Linked DNA regions of Mus musculus: region 2 is linked to region 1. Evidence: chromatin contacts called from public Hi-C data. All regions are on one chromosome and are shown on one strand. Each heading gives the region's core, a stretch centred on a gene start, on an enhancer-like site or on the middle of the called end of the contact. The rest is flanking DNA. Distances are from core to core; before and after follow the strand shown.

Region 1 (3,268 bases), core at 268-2,767:
GAAGCTTAACTTAATTTGATGAAAACTGACAGTTAATTCTCCAGCACAGAATGTGCCTGCCTGGAACTCATTATCCTTCTCTGTTTATTCAAACCTGCTTTGTGTTCATCAATAAGGTTTTGGCAGGTTTTAATCTGTGGGGAGGTGGTATTTTGAGGTTCCATAACTTTGTTTTCAACTGAGCTACATTGATTTATTCTAAGCTTTGTCAGGGCATTTCATAGCCATGGCTGCTCCTTTGAGAGAAGAATGCTTTAATGGATTAAATAGGGTATGTGTGTGCATACCAGAAAGTGACCTTAAGAAATGCTTAACAGGAGCATTGTTTTGTGTTGTTTTATTTTATAGACATCTATCACCTCTGGCTCTTGCTATTTTTCTGCCCTCTCTTCCAAGGTAATCTTATTTAGAGCTAAGCATTCTGCAGTTTCTTATTTTCTACTTCTTGACTAGTTGTGGGTCCCTGTTAATCACCATCTACTACAAAAGGAAGTTTCTCTGATGAGGGCTGAGGGGGTAAGGGACGAGCCAATCTACAGATACAGTGACAACTCACTTAGGAGTCAGTTCAAGACTATGCCCATTTATTGAATATTAGTAATATGTTCTCTTTTAGGACTTAGGATCTGTTTAGCCACACGTGATTGGCAGTTGCACAGGTTATGTCACAGGACTATAACAACATGCACAAGAGCTGTAGACAGAATACTAGCAATGAGATGGAGATGTAGGTACAAAAACCCCACTCCTGGTTAAGAAAATGTTGGTAACTCATAGCTGCTGGGAGAGGGAGCATCTGCTTTCTGTAAGGACCACACTTCAGTGACTGTCCCTATACCCAAGTTGTACACAGGTAGCACACATTGAACTCCAAAGGGGGAAAAAGACTCAACATTGAATGGAAGTAGAAAAAAGATCATGGGAGGAGTTGAGAGGTGAATATGATCAAAATATAAAATTCTCCAAAGATTAATAAAAATATTTCTTAAAAAGGAAATTCCTTACAGGGTAATTTAATTAAAGATAGATCTTTGAGACTCTTGACTATGTGTTCATTTCTTACCTTGCGTAGTGTATTTGTTTGTATCTGAGAGCAGAAAATTATTTGCCTCTAGAACTATTTTAAATTGTATACCTTCCATGAATCTTTAGAGGAGCCATGCTCTGCTATGCCCTGAGAAGCCTGCTCATCTACCCTTCGCTGTCTTTTCTGCCTGGCATTTGTTAAGAAAGCCTTACTTGTCCCTTAGTCAAAGGTTACACACCCTGATCTTTTCCTGAGTTGAGTCAACACTCTCCAGTGGCTTCTTCATTATCCCAGTGGATCCTGGTTTCTCTGGGCTCCAACATGGCTCAGAGCTCACCATCTTTCCTTCTCCTTGGCAGAGATCCCCATATATCCTGACAATGATTCAGACTGACTTAAACCTTGGGGTTGAGGGATGCCAGCCAGGGCATGAGATAGACAATCTTGGTGCCACATGGCACCTCCCACTGCTCCAACATGCCAACCAGAGTAAGCTCAAGCTGCCACCGTGTTTCACGTGCCCCTGCCTGCCTGCCTGCCTGTGTACTTGGGAGAGAAGAGAGTTCTCCATCCCATGGATTAAGTGGGCACCAGGCCAGCTGTCCTGCTTGGAGACAGGTGCTGGCTCCAGATGTCTCTCAGGGGCTCTCACAGCAAGACACAGATGGCAGCTCTCACTCTACTGCTTCATGCTTTGGCAGCTTGGGTCCAGCTCCAGGTTGCCCCTAACATTTCCCTGGCTGGAGAAGGAGGTGACCTAGGGGCACATAATTATGGATTGGTAGGGGTGCTAGATTAGACTCATTTCAAGTCGTACCGGTCCCAGTTTTTAAGAACTGCTTTACTAACTGGACTAGGCAAGTGTTGGTCAAGGTAACTTGAGTTCAAGAAGGAGGTCATAGAGAATGGTTGCCATGTGAGGTGTTATAACTGTGTGGGGAGAAGAGAGATACCACAGGAACCCCACTGGGCTCTAATCAACCTGAAGAAGCCACTCTCCCATCCTCCAGGGAAAACCAGAAACAGGCAAACCTTCTAACATAACATTCATTTTCTGTAGGAAGCTCTATTTTCAGGCACTGGGGTATTGAAAACCAGAAATAGCTTCTTTGACAGGAGGTGATCTCCTTAGCAACAGAAGGGCTCTCTGGCCAGCCAGCCTAGCCTGCTTGGCCAATGAGAGACTGCATCTCAAAAAGAAATCATAGCCTGCTTGGCCAATGCAAGCACATGTCTCATAATACACAGTAGATCATACCTGAGGCATGATACCTAAGGTTGACCTGTGGCCTTCGCATGCATGCACGCGAGCATTCACACACACACACACACACACACACACACACACACACACACACACACATTTAGGTGCATCTGCACACACATGTGCACACATTAAAAACACCCACAGCTTTAGAGAGCGTTCTTTCTCTTTTATTTCCTTTATTCACTGATTTAGCGGATGCTCTTGGATGGTGCCAGATGCCAGGTGTTCTTCTGGATGCTGGGAAGCCAGCTCGGGACACATATGTGAATTCTACCCTTTTGGCATTTCCTTTCTCGAGGAGCTTCGATCTCAGGCAAGCTAGTAGACTAGCTGGCAATTTCAGCTCATGACAGAAACTGACTGGCCTGAAGCTAATTGGGCAGGTGGGTAGAGAGCGGTGATTGGGAAACACCTGGGGTAGGGGCTTAAGAAGATGCCCTTAAGCATATTTCTCAAAGCAGAAAAAAACATTTCGTGTGCTGAATTTGAGTAAAAAGGTGTGCTCAGGGGGTTTGCCCAGAGGACACAGCAGCTTTTAATCAAACAAAGTGGAACTGAGCAGCTGCTGAGATCTTTGTATTTTTATAATACTTCTTTCAAGTGTCAGAACTCTGAGTCAAAGTGACTTCAATTCAGCCACTAACACAAGAAGGAGGAGAAAGAATTTTACTGTCTCTCTATGATGGAAAGCAGGCTGGGCCAGCATTGGAGAATCATCATTCTATGGCTATGACGAGGACATCCCTTAGATCCCTTCTCCCTGTGTCCTTTTCTGACACTGGCTCCCTTGTTACAGCATCAAGTCCAGGGACACATTATTCTTGGCTCGATGTGGATTGTGTGACCTTTCTAGCATGGAAGAGATAAGTCCTTGAGTAGCCCACCTAGGGCAATGCTGATGGAGAAGGAAGGGGCACATCTGATATGCCCTCACAAAGGGGAGGGGGCTAAACTAGGCATGGTGGCATGCCCCT
Region 2 (3,651 bases), core at 833-3,332, 660 kb before region 1:
GGCAGCTTCATAGGGAAGGCAGGTGTTGATTGGTGTATGAGTGACACACATCACAGAAGCCATGATGGCAGCAGAGGGAGCAGCCACTAGGATGGGGAGGGGGAGGGTGCCAGAGAGGGCTGTCTCAGCAGAAAGGTACAAATGCTGGAGTCTGCTTGAAGAGCAGAATAAGGCAAGACCTGGGTAGAGGAGGGTGCGGTGCAGGTGGACTGGCTTGCCGGCCGACCTCTAGGAAAGCATGAGGTATCTTGAGTCTGAACTGTTTGGGGAAAGCAGATAGGCTGAAACAGAAAGACTGGTATCTGAGGAGAATGAGGCAGAGTAATTGCAGACAGCCACTAAACCTCAGTCAGCTGGGCTCTGAGAGGCAAAAGGCGGACAACAAACGTCCTGTGGGCGGGTGAGACCTCTGTTGGGCTGGATAAGGGTGAGATGCAGTAGCGGGTAGGCCGCCATGTGGGGAGGGTAGAGGGCAGCAGGGACTTGAGATAATCCCACCAGAACACGCAGGAAGCGTGCTCATAGCCAGACACCCATCCCCACCTCCAATAGTTGCCATGCTCACCTTAGAGGTTTTTTTTTTTTTGGAGGACGATAACTTAATAGTTAACCAGAGGCTGGCATGATGGCTCTGGCTATGAGCACATATTGCCTGCTCTTGCCGAGGACCAGAGTTCCACCCCCAGCACCCATCAGACGGCTTACAAGTGCCTGGAGCTCGAGCTCCTTGACCTCTCTGAGTCTTGCTTGCTGTAGAGCCCCGTGCTGCCCTCAGGCTGGTCTGTGGGCCTGGCTCCCCAAGTCAGTCACCAGAGTGAGGCTGCCTCAGAGTACCTGAACTGTCAGTCGTCAGCTCAACCACAGAGGAAGAGACAAACACAGAATTACGCCCCTAAAGAAAGACTCCACCAGTATTGCTGGCCATTTCATGTGGGGAAGTGCACCTATGCCTTCAAAGTGGGGGAGCACTGGGAGCCAGCTGCACCCTGTGTCCTGAGGGGAGGCCCCCAAGTTCTGCTCTCTGTTGGTTTCCAGGAGAGGCAAAAACCGGGTCCTTTGATATGGAAACTTCAGTTACCTGGGAAATGGCACAAGAGGAGATAGATGTCTGTCTCTAGTCATGCTGAAGTTAACTGTTTGACTTGGTTCTATCCAGGGTTCAACAATGGGCCAAGCCGTGTGTGTGTGTGTGTGTGTGTGTGTGTGTGTCTTGGATAGTCTGTTCTCTCCTCCCCGTTATGGGTCCCAAGAATTGAGCTTAGTTAGGCTAGTGACAAGCACCTTTAGCTGTTGAGCCATCTCGCCTGCCCTGAAGCTGTGTTTTTTAGGGATGCTAAGGCTATAGTCCTTGTAGAGGACTGGAGGGAGGGATGCCCCATGCCAGGCATACACAAACTTAGTGAAATGTGCACTGACTGAGACCCTGGGCATCGAAGGGCTTGCTTCACAGGGCAAGGACCCATGATGAGGGAAAAAGACCACCTGAGTGTCTGAGGTGGGCTGCTAGGGCCTCACTGGCCTGGAGCATGGAGAGACAGCAGGGGTCATGCTGGTGTAGGTTTGCCAAAGGTCAGTGAGGGCAATACACAGGGCAAGGGTACTTCAAGGGCAAGAGGGTGGCACCTTAATTGTAATCCATGCTTCTGAGTGAAGAGTGCTAGGCCTCTCAGGTAGACTGGAAAGGTCCAGGGAAGCCTTGAATTATTTGTAGCTGGGAGGCTGGATTTAGGTTAGATGGTCCTGTGTCCTTCCACAGCTCTGCAGTGGGCTACTGCTGTTATCAGGCCCAGGCGGTTCAGGAGACAGCTTTGAACACAGAAGAGGCTCCAAGCAGACCGGAAAGGTCTGGGGAGTGGAGTCTGTTGGGCTTAGCTGGTGCTAGAGTAGTGGGTGGCTGCCAGGCTTCCCAGCCCTGCTCCTCTTCTACAGACCTGTGGGCCCTCACTCTCTGCAGTTACTGAAGTCCGCTTTGCAGATTAAAGGGAGGAGATCTGGACTTACTGCAACCTGCTATCTATTCACAGTGGGGCCCTGTAGTTTGGATCAGCTCTGCTATCATCTTGCTCGGCGTCAGGCAAACACTAGAGGGCAGCAATGCTCTGTGGCAATTGTGGCCCTGCCTGCGGCACAGGGCGGTTACCAGCCTTTGAATTCTGCCGGAGGAGGAAGGCACTTTGCGGTCCTTGTCTCATCCTGATGTTTGTCTGCTAGTTGACAAGGCAGCAAAATAATGAGTTCTGGTGGGATTTTATAATCACAGTAAAGAGAAGGGCCTGGAGTTTTTCTGAAATAGAACAAGCTTTTGGTTCTTAATCAAGTGTGATCCATTGTGGAGCTGATGGTAACGAAGGACTTCGGCGGCAAATGGCGGACATTTGGGAAGGAATGGAGATGTGACTAGTGCAAGTTCCATCTGTCTTTCAGAATCCCTGCATGAGCTGGTGGTGCCACACACTTTGAATCCCAGCACTCAGGAGGCAGAGGCAGGCAGATTTCTTGAGTTTCAGGCCAGCCTGGTCTACAAAGGGAGTCCAGGACAGTCAGGGATATTACACAGAGAAACTCTGTCTCAAAAATCCAAAACCTCAGAACTGGAGGATAAAACTGTCTTTATCGGTGCTCTGCAAAATAGATGCAGAGTCCCTCTTCCCTGTGCAGGCACAGGGTGACCTGCGTGTGTTGGCTGGTTTAGGCGAGTGATTTCTGGTAATTATCTGGCACTCCCAAATGGCAACAAATAGCTGGCTGTGTACAGATCTGTGCAATGGTCATGAGGGTTTCACAGGCAAATGACAAGGTTCATATGAGAACAGAGGGGCTGGGACTTGAGTCATCATTTTCCCCTGTTTGTGAATAGAGGAGCCATGCAGCACCCTCTCAGCTTGTCTTCTGTGGAGAGCAAGCAGCCACCTCTCTCCTTTACTTAGTGCCGCTGCACACCGTCTGGGAACAGCAGGGTGGCAAGGAGGCTGCAAACCTCACTGGCATCCATTCACAGACTTCTTGAAGTAGGAATCTGTTCCTTGAGATTCTGTGGTCTAAATGTAGCCACCCCTATCTGCAGAGGGAGGTTAGGAAAAGGAACAATGATTCAGGCACCAAAGAAGATGGTGGCTTAGAGGTGAGGGGTCCCTGGGACACGTGTTCATGCACCCTTTGTGTTCCTTCCCTTCCCTTCCCTTGCCTCTGGGATGGGCAGGAGTGACTCTAGGCAAAGTGTTTCTGTCTGCCTGCCTGCTAGCCTGCTCCTGAAGTCCAGTGAGCTGCAGACAGTCATGGTCCACACTGGCCGGCGCTGAGGAGGGGAAACCGGCTGATAAACAAAAGACATGGAGGCAAACAATTCCCAAGTGAGTCAGATCTACAGAAACAAAGACCACGCTCCCATTGGATACCTTCTGCGGAGGAGCAGCTCGGGAGGCCTTCATCCCAGGAGCATAAGCACTGTTGCAATGTAGAGCAAGGTGCAACAAAGAAAGATGCACAGGCTGCGATGACTGTCTCCCCTGTAGCTGGCTGGTGGGGCTTGTGGCGGCTCCATCTGGTGCTGAGCAGACCCTGAGAAAGGTCTCGTCAGTTCCTTTCCTCACCACTTGCAGCCAGTTTTAAAGACAGGGAAACTGAGGGGTGAGACCCAGCTCAGCTCACAAA

The links. Hi-C and Micro-C count contacts between places; a contact is called where the count stands out from the background.
Region 2: a Hi-C map of cerebellum shows a contact between it and region 1, with 4 times the contacts expected there. The contact joins two enhancer-like sites. A contact is called at or near these places in 1 of 15 datasets of contacts at CTCF or cohesin (large pre-B cells), 11 of 484 Hi-C or Micro-C datasets (the G1E-ER4 cell line, the HPC-7 cell line, the N1E-115 cell line and 5 more) and 1 of 9 other capture datasets (embryonic stem cells).

Annotation. Positions count from the first base shown.
Region 1 is chr15:72,359,125-72,362,392 of GRCm38.p6, reverse strand. No RefSeq gene overlaps it. Among named protein-coding and RNA genes, the nearest start is that of Gm23217, 110 kb to the right of the region's middle. Within about 2 kb of position 1,517, at least 20 of the 459 cell types and tissues checked have an H3K27ac peak or open chromatin away from gene starts, as enhancers often do. A contact at or near this core is called in cerebellum, cerebral cortex and cortical neurons, where this site is marked.
Region 2 is chr15:73,021,527-73,025,177 of GRCm38.p6, reverse strand. All of the region lies in intron 6 of Trappc9 (trafficking protein particle complex 9), which reads left to right. Among named protein-coding and RNA genes, the nearest start is that of Trappc9, 38 kb to the left of the region's middle. RefSeq lists an enhancer at 1,859-3,651. Within about 2 kb of position 2,082, at least 29 of the 459 cell types and tissues checked have an H3K27ac peak or open chromatin away from gene starts, as enhancers often do. A contact at or near this core is called in cerebellum, cerebral cortex and cortical neurons, where this site is marked.